Linked DNA regions of Gasterosteus aculeatus: region 2 is linked to region 1. A link is a contact called in public Hi-C data. All regions are on one chromosome and are shown on one strand. The core of a region is the stretch at or near the end of the contact, and the rest is flanking DNA. Distances in the headings are between cores, read along the strand shown. Region 1 overlaps smek1 (SMEK homolog 1, suppressor of mek1 (Dictyostelium)). Region 2 holds the start of mycn (MYCN proto-oncogene, bHLH transcription factor).

Region 1 (4,879 bases), core at 1,354-3,853:
TCAAACCCTGATTTGAATGAGACAATGTGAGACGTTTGGAGGGAGAATATCTTGATGGATGGAAACCACTACTTTCTTAACTGATCTTTTATTGGATATCTGAAGAGTAACTAAAGCTTTCAAACACCTATAGTGTCGTAAAAAGTACACTACATTGTGAATTTGGCTTAGTCTAGTATCTTATCCAAGGACCCAAAACTGAGATGGGGGGGTCTGCGTATCGGGTCGGGTGGATGGAGAATAATGTCTACTTTCTCCCCGGGTTACGATGCGTAATTATGGTTGTCTCACTAAAACATGCGCACAACTTATCCACCAACAAGGCGCAATATTGTTTGCATTGCCTGATTTCACGCCACTGTTCATCGTCATCTGCCCACAAATCTACCGACGTGATCAGTCACAGGCGACACCCCCCCTCCCTCCCTTCCCCCCCGATAAGTGGCAGTTGGCAGCCGGGGGAAGACGAGCCAAACGGAGAGAGCCGTCAAAGAAGCTTTTCATGCGCCCGGCGGGAAGCTGGACGGCAGTGTCTCCCGATGGGCGACTCCTCCGTCTGGCAGACATTCAGGCGGGCAGAGCCGGGTGAGCGCCTTGGCACCGGCAGGGCAGCCGGCATTCTGGTGGAGCAGAGGCTGGCACCGGCAGCGGGTTGGCCTCTCCAGTGGCAGAGGGAGACACACACACACACACACATTCTGCCACATTCCTGCTGCGGAGCGGACGGAGGCTGGCAGGATGGGGCCACTCCTGGAAAAAAAAAAAAAAGCTGCTGTTGTCTGCCGGCGGCTTTCGTGCGAGCGGGAGCCTGGATTGGGGCGCGCTGCACGCCGAGTACCCGAGCAATCCGCTTCTGTCGGCTCCTGGAAATAACAAGCGGCGTTTTGGGGGCCCCACAATGCACTTGGAGGGACAACACAGGGACTCCTCGGTGGCCTTGGACGCGGTTTGTTTTTGGAGTTGCTCTCAAACCCCCACCGAGGCGACCACATAGGCTGGGAGGCACTGACATTTTTTGTAAACTATTTTCACTCTTTGTATAAAAAAGAAAAGGCAACACTTTATGGTCTACCAGCGTGCAGCGGTGCTAAATCAGCACGTCACCTCGAGCTGATAAACACCAAAGGACCAGATCAACAAATATATAAGTATAATCTTTCACTGCAACACAACCTTGTTTTTAACCTCCATGCGATGAAGTTAGAGTTATTGAATATGATATTTTAGTTTATGCGGAAGAATTGCTTTACAATCCGTGGTACTGGAAGGATAATAAACCCATAGGATGAAGGTTTGATGCAATAGACGCATCAAACCTTCAGCGGGGTTTAACCGCGGTTGTGCCAAAATGACGGCATCCCAAACACATCCAGTGAAAGAATTCAAGGACGGGCATCGCGCGTCTCTCGATGGTTCTCTTATGGACTCAGAGCGCCACCTGGTGGATCACAACGACATCAGCAACTGAGGTACGCCAAGAAAAATGAAAGAACCAAGGGCTCAAAATACATTTTAAAGTTGAGTCAAATCAACAAAGTTTGTCCTAAGACAACAGAAGCTGACCATATATTTTCTCATGTACATGGTTTTCACAACATCAATTTGTTTTGGTAATAACAGACATGTTTCAAAGTATGAAAATGTACACTGAAATTTCACATTTTTACAGTATTAGGGCGGCATCGGAGGTCTTTCCCTAATCTACGTGGAGTCGGGTTGAGCTGCCGGATAATAGTTTGTGGAACCAAGTTGAACCCAGCCGGACCTTCTGCACTGCAGTTATATTCTCGTGTTGCCGAGGCAACCGGGACAGATCAATAACAGCACGATGCAGCGAGGAGGACATCTTACAGCAAAGATCATTTTAATGGTCCCAAATATTCTGAACAACTAAGTGTACACTAATGTAAAAGGAAAAAAAAAGAAAAGATATGACAAAATTCATCACATCTAGAATTCCACTCAATCTTTAATCAAGACGGGATTACAAATTCTCCAAAAAATCTGCAGTTTCAAAGGGCAAAAAGGGTAAAACTAGCTCACCTACTGAGGTCTTTAAAAACCTGTTCAAGTTTGACTGAAAACGTCCTGAACATTTAAAGGCAGGTCTTTTTTTGTCATCATTTACAAAAAACAGGAGAAAGATTGAGACAAATAGAGAACAAAAACAAAATGATGAAGAAACTGCTGGCTTTTTTTTTCTCTTCCGAGAAAGAATGTCCGTTGAAGAACGACAACACTGATGACATCATCAAACGACAACAAGGACGGCGCCGCACGCCGCCTCCCGTCTGGTATTATACACTAACAAAAAAAAAAAAAAACTGGGTTCAAAAGCAGCAGATGAAGAAAGGAGGAAAAAGAAGAGAAGCAAAAGAAGCAGGTGGAAACGAACGAGGAGGAAGGTGAATTCTCAAGGGGGGAGGGGGGTGCGAGTGGTGGTTCTGGGTCTGAACTGGCCGACCTATTTGGGCCGCTGTGATGTCATTCCCTGAGTGGGGGGGGGGCTGGTGGGAGCGGGGGTGGGAGGGATGAGGGGAGGTGGGGGGGCAGTGGGTTGTTGTCCGAGCCGGCAGGCTCTCTGGGGTTTCAGTCGGTGTGTACATGTTTTTTTCGAATGCGGTCTGAGTAACCGGCCCGAAGTGCGCCCACCACCTACCGAGCGGATCTTTTCCTCCCCCGACATTCACGCTTCCAGACGTTTTTTCTTTCTTTTTTTTTCCTTTTTCTTTTTTTTTTACTCCGGGTTTCCTGATTGGCACTTGTATGAAGCGGACTAGTCTGAGGAGGCCTTGCATCCGTGCACAGTCTGCTCCTCCGTGTGGCCGCCCGCTGCGTGGCTCTAAAATCATTCATCGGTTTACAAGCTTGATCAACCCTGCAAAAGGTCTGTGGGCTGCACCCGCCCCGAGCAGCGGAGCTTCTTTAGGAGCTCAGCTTGGACTTCTTCGAGGGAGGCAGAGGGTCCTCTTTGCTCTCGCCGTCCTCCTCGTCCTCGTCCTCCTCGTCATCCTCATCGTCGTCGTCGGGATAGTCCACCAGTCCCACCAAGCCTCCCTGGAGAGGAAACACAAGTCAAAAATCACATCATTCCGACTTATTTTTCAGGCGCTTAAAGCGTTAAAACGCCGACGGCTACCTTTGTGGTTACAGTTGTGGGGGAGGCAGAGCTCCGCGCCCCCGAGCCCGGAGAGCCCGGTGATCCCGGAGAGCCCGGGTTCAACGAGGCAGAGGAAGGAGGGCTGGACAGGCTGGTTTTGGTGGAGCCAGAGAAGGAGAGCTTGAAGCTCGGGTTCTGCCTGCCGGATAAGCTTGACTTCCCCAGCACGTCTTTGTCGTCCGTGTCTTTCACTTTGAGGGACAGGAGGGAGAAAACAGGGTCATCACGTCCTCTTTCACCACTCGACAGGTGAACAAGTATATGTTCTAGGAACACAAGCGTTTAGAAGACACATTTCGTTGTGTGTGTCTCACCCAAAATCAACAGACTAACAAAGAACTAGAATTAAATGTATTTTGAGACCGAGAGTAAAAATGACAATATGCAACAGTATATTTCCAATAGCTCGTAAAAGGTTGATTTATTATATATCTACCTAATTGCAAGTGACTATATTGGGCGGGTGTATAAAACTCCCTTTCTGATGGTATTCCCTCCTCAGTCCTCCTCTTGATGTTCCTACCAAGTTATCTTACACTGATAGAACCATCATAAAAGCTCAGCCCATTAAATTGTAAAACAATTTAGAAACCACAAATACCAGGATAGAAAAATCTCTCATTCCAAAACAAATCAGTCATTATTGTTGCCACACATTTTCTCCCCTGCAACAAACAAGAAGACGATGTATTTCCATACGTACATTTCTTTCTCTCCATGAACTTGCTTATAGGTTCCATGAGGTCTTCCTCACTCTTCATCTTGTCGGATGGAGGAACCACCGCCTCACCGTCCTCGAGATCGTCTTCATCCGTGTTGAACCACATCTCCTCTTCATCCTCCAGCGTCCGCGCGTCGCGACGGAAGCGGTGGTTTCTCAGGATGGAGCGCATGCTGGAGAGGATGAATAACATTATTATTATTATTATTATTATTATAAGAGGCACTGCCCATAGCAACTGACACAAGACCCTGGACAAAAGAATACCCATAATGCACACTGGAAACCATCCAATGGTAATAGCAGAGCAGCTGTGCTTGGTTCACCTGTCCAGCTTGGGGTTGTCTTGTCTCTCTCGCTGCTGTTCATATCGCAGCTTTAGGCCCTTGAACGTTTGGACGTAGTCGACGTCTTCCAGAGCTTTCCAGTAGTTCTCTATTATATGAGCCGTGAGAGACTTCACGTCCTCCTGGGGGCAATGGGAGGAGAGGAGGGGGAGCGCAGAGACACAGCGTGGGGCAAGATGAGAGGAAGGAGGTGGGGGGGTGGGGGTATGAAAAGGAGAGTAGAATAACAATGAAGTGTGGAGAAAAACAGCAAGCGGGAGACATGAAGGGGGGGGCAACAAACCAAACAAGTTAAAATGAATCAAAACAATCTGCCATGTTCCATCGTGATGTCAATGGTCAACTATTGATAACTGGTTGACCGTAGTGTGGTTAGTATGCATAAGCAAAATGCAGTAATATGCTTAATGAACTTGAGCCAGAAAAGAAGATCAATTAAAAGACGTGTTGTTTGACGGACGGTTGCTTTCCTTTGAGAGACTTGAAGCAGGCAACTAGCACAGTAGACCATGATCAACATGATCAAATATAAAGAAATGTCTACTTCTGAGTATGGAAGGAGTATAAAAGGCTGGCATAAGATACATTGTACAATATGTTAACTTGTAAGGAAACTATTGCTGGGGACATCTGGAGAAAATACTCACCACA
Region 2 (4,264 bases), core at 1,513-4,012, 84 kb before region 1:
CATATTGATTTATATTTGAAAAAAAAAAGGTTTTCATAAGGTTTTTCACAAGGGAATTTCTATTACTGTAAGATCTGATTCAAATTCCTCAGGGATTTGTTGCGACTCGCTCGTGCTTTTCTCTCCAAGGCCAAGTCAACCGCAAGAGCCTGGTGAAGTCATCACTGGCAGCGCCTCTTACCTGAATCATCACCCGGGGGTCATGGACAACGACGAGGTGCAGTTATCTAAACAACTGCTTTTCGTGGTGACAAACAAAACCCACATGTTACAGTCAATGAAGTCAAATAAAGTGTCTCTCACCTCCGTATTTATTAAAACAAACAAAAGGCAAAACCCATCCAGGATGCAAAAGCTGGACTGAGGTTTGCTGCTAAGTTGCTTTGGGGAAAACATTAACACCTGGTTGAACAACAGCTCGATGGAGGCCGGCTGTTAGAATAAACTGGCCTGCATAACACTTTGAATCTGGGTTCGTAATAATAAACATGGCCATAATATATATGTTGTACATATGTTTGTAAATAAAGCATGAGACTGTCCTTTCTCCAACGTTTAACACGTCGGTCGGCATCCGTTAAAGAGCAATACAACCACGAGGTTGAGCTGTATCCGTCGTTGTATCCCTCAATGTTTCTGATGAAAACAAAGCCATGACACCAAAAATGACCCACTATAAACAGCGTTAAATATTGATATGTTGTGCGTGCTTTCTTTTCTAACCCAACCAGCCCGTCCTGATGTCACTGCAGCTGTTTTTACCCACAATACGCTTGTCTGCACTATCCACAAGGGTGACTTAGGAATCTTTTATCAAAACTGGCCTGATTGCTTAACCACCCATGTCCCGGTCCAGTTGTGAGTGGCGGGAAGGGGGTGTGGGCACGCCACAACTGTCATAAAAACAACAGGCAAAGACGCTAGTGCACTTCTGGCTGACGCCTGTGTCCACTTAATGGGGGGGAGGGCTCTTGTTTATCTAAGGTGGTCTCGCTGTGAGCGAACTCTGATGCCAATTTCCCCAATCCATCCATCCATCGGCTTCTTTACCTTCTTCTTTAATCTTCTGGTCCACTGAAAAGCAGCAGCATGCACGCAGCTTCCTGTCCTGGCGCATCTGCACTGACTGGACACGAGGAAAACTTTCCCTATACTGTTCTCACTCCCCCTCTTTGCCATTCGGACAGAGGAGGAAGCTGCTTCTGCCGCTGTTAGAGGGTCAGTTTGAGCAGGAGCCAAAGAGCAGGGTGGACCCGGGGGCCCGTGGGGAGTTTCTTTGAATCCCAAACTGTTTCCCAAGTTCCTGGGAGCAATCGCCAGTCCCAGGAAACTCCCCGAGATTCCCACTTTGTAGACCAAGCAGCTGCAGATTTTCACTTTTTTCGCTGGCTGACGCATGTGGTTGTTTGAAGTCAGCAACGAATAAAAGGTTTATGGTATCAAATAAATGGAAATACATCTTTATTCATCTAGAAATAGCGTCTTGATATGTATTAATGTATACAGTAAATCTTGTAAAACCAAAATATCGTAAAGTTAAAATTAAAATCTATTTTTATCCTCCAAATTATTTTTTGTTATCATCTATTTCTGCTTGCCAAATAAACTGTCACTCTCGCAGCTCACAGCTGACGTGGAATCCGCTCGGAAAACGTTTTTCCTGAATGAGTCAGTATAAAGGACCTGCGTGTACGCCTGTTTGCATAATTACAGATGCACCATTCCAACTTATCTGTCATTAGAAAAGGGAATGGGAATGACTCCAGGCTACAACCACCGCTCAGGCTTACGTAACATGTATCTTCTCGGGACCTCCTGTCCCGGACGCAGATGAATCCTCCCCGAACCCACAAGCTGTTTCCCCGACGTGTGATTTGTCTGACATTCCTTGCCATCTCCTTGTTGTTGTTGTTGTTGTTGTTGTTGTTGTTTTTCTCATTTTGCGAGGACCCTGTGCCCTCGTGTCTTTGTCTCGCCGTGTTTGGGGTGAAGAAGGTGCGAGGATCCGCTGTGGTTCCCCGCGCGTCCGTGTGAGGGCGCAGTGGGGCCTTTTCATCCAGGGGATGCTGGATGACCCTCAGACAAAAGAGAGAACGGGCTGCTGAGGCCCACAGGCCGGTGGGCAGTGTACCGCATCGCTGCTACCAGTGCGTGTTCATAAACAGCTCGCGTTTGCGTGTTTCACAAATAGAAATAAGCATTCCTCCGTTTGCATTTACAACGTTTTAACCAAATCAAGGTCAGGTTATTTTGTTTCAATCTCTTAAACCAAACAATTAATTTGAGACTCCAATGTGTAATAGATGCATCATGTAAGGGTCGTGTGTGTGAGAGGGAACCTTTATTTGTAGGGGGTTGGTTTAAAAAAAGCAATGTCCTTCACTTGGTTGATGCCCCTCGGGTGAGTGTAGCACCCGGCCTGCTGTAGTGCCCTTGAGCAAGCTGAGCAAGACTTCAAACCACTACCTGCGCTGTTTCGTGGTTGATCCTGGGTCGGACATCCCAGTGGAAAGGTGTGGGTAGTAGGGGGGGGGGGGGGCAGTTGTACTGAGGCTGTCAATAAAATACATTGTGTTTCTTTTACGTCTCCTCGATCTCCTTCCTCGTCGCTTTCGTTCCCGCGTGCAGTGTTTTGGCTGTTTTCTCGATTCACCTTGAAGGAAAAAGCTCCCAGCACAACCGCGTCCGCCGCGCCGCATCAAACCCCCCCAAAAGCCCGACTGCTCCGCCCCCCTCCCGCCCGGGGAGGGGGGCGGAGTCTGCTCCCCTCCCGCAGATCGAGTGTATAACACGGTAAAGCCGGGCGCAATGTGTGTCAGAGGACTGTCTGTGCTCCCCGAGTAGATGACTGCTCCAAATCTGGTGTCTGCTTTACTGATTGCGAGTTACGAGAAATATTTGGCTCGCACATTATTATCCCAAGTCAGGACAAGGTGAGCATCGTTTAATTCCAGCGGTTAAATACAGAGGCGGGCTGTTATTTATTATTGTTATTTTTTCCACACACACAAAGCGGAATGTCTATTAGATGTAATGTCATCTCATGTGTTTGTTTTTTTTGTAAACACACTTTCTTTTTTGTGTCTCAGTGACATTTTCTGCCATGTTTAGTCAGCAGTGAGCCAATGCGTCGATCTGCACCCTCCGTGCGTCACGGGTCACATTTACGCACATTCTCCTGAGACATTTTATGTGGGATTTAAACCCCACGGAGGGGTGAGCGAGGAGCAGACCGTGTGTCTGTGTGTGGGCTTTGATCCATGCTCTTTCCTGGAGCGCAGTATTCAGGTGTGAAAGAGTGCACGGGGAGAGACGCTCGTCCCTTTTGGAGACTAAAGTATCTTTTGTTCCTTTCCAGGTTTTTCGATTGTGGGATAGAATGCCGGCGATCGTAAGTAAAAACTCCCATTTGGAGTTTGACTCCTTACAACCGTGTTTCTACCCGGACGAGGACGACTTCTACCTCTGTGGTCCCGACTCCGCGCCACCGGGGGAGGACATCTGGAAGAAATTCGAGTTGTTACCCACTCCGCCCCTCTCCCCGAGCCGGGCCGCGCTACCGGGGGATGCGGCGACTGCCTCCGCGGAAGCAGACCCTCTGGGCTTCGGTCTCGGGGACCCGCTGGACTGGGCATCGGAGCTCCTGCTGCTGCCCGAGGACGATATATGGGGGGCGTCCGACGACGGGGACCTGTTTGGCTCCCCTTTGGATACTAACCCCAGCAACATCATAATCCAGGACTGTATGTGGAGCGGCTTCTCCGCCAGGGAGAAGCTGGAGCGGGTGGTCACCGAGAAACTGGGCAAGGCTATTTCCACCGCCACCGCGGGCGGCAGGAGCGCGTGCGTCAAAGCACCGGAGGTGGCGAGCCGCAGTCCGGTGACGGAGTGCGTGGACCCCACCGTGGTCTTCCCTTTCCCGGTCAACAAGAAGAACGGCAGCCGAGACTCAACCGGGACCGTTAACACGCCCACAAACCCGGGATGCGCTCCCAGTGACTCCGGTAAGAAATTAAAGACTGGATTTTATTTTATAAAAAAAATAAAAATAATAATAATTCTATGAAGAAAACACCTCCAACACTGCAATAGCATTGCATTCCGATTACTACACAATAAGTACCGGCATTGTTATTGTTGTTTTATTATAATCATCTTGTTGTTAATAATGATTTGCACGGATCGGATTATCTCGTTGCATTCCACGAACACACACGCGCAAACACACACGCACACACACACACACACACACACACACACACAC

Evidence for each region. Hi-C and Micro-C count contacts between places; a contact is called where the count stands out from the background.
Region 2: a Hi-C map of whole body shows a contact between it and region 1, with 5 times the contacts expected there. The contact joins the promoter of mycn here to the enhancer-like site in region 1. A contact is called at or near these places in 4 of 6 Hi-C or Micro-C datasets (skeletal muscle, tail fin and whole body).

The regions. Positions count from the first base shown.
Region 1 is chr18:9,478,170-9,483,048 of fGasAcu3.hap1.1, reverse strand. It overlaps smek1 (SMEK homolog 1, suppressor of mek1 (Dictyostelium)), which reads right to left. Exons shown (of 15, transcript XM_078093140.1): 11 at 4,876-4,879; 12 at 4,208-4,347; 13 at 3,864-4,054; 14 at 3,140-3,351; 15 at 1,842-3,057. The coding sequence ends at 2,926. Among protein-coding and RNA genes, the nearest start is that of smek1, 8.1 kb to the right of the region's middle. Within about 2 kb of position 2,603, at least 1 of the 9 cell types and tissues checked has open chromatin away from gene starts, as enhancers often do.
Region 2 is chr18:9,562,638-9,566,901 of fGasAcu3.hap1.1, reverse strand. mycn (MYCN proto-oncogene, bHLH transcription factor) reads left to right here and starts at 2,762. Exons shown (of 3, transcript XM_040161406.2): 1 at 2,762-2,933; 2 at 3,359-4,004. The coding sequence starts at 3,380.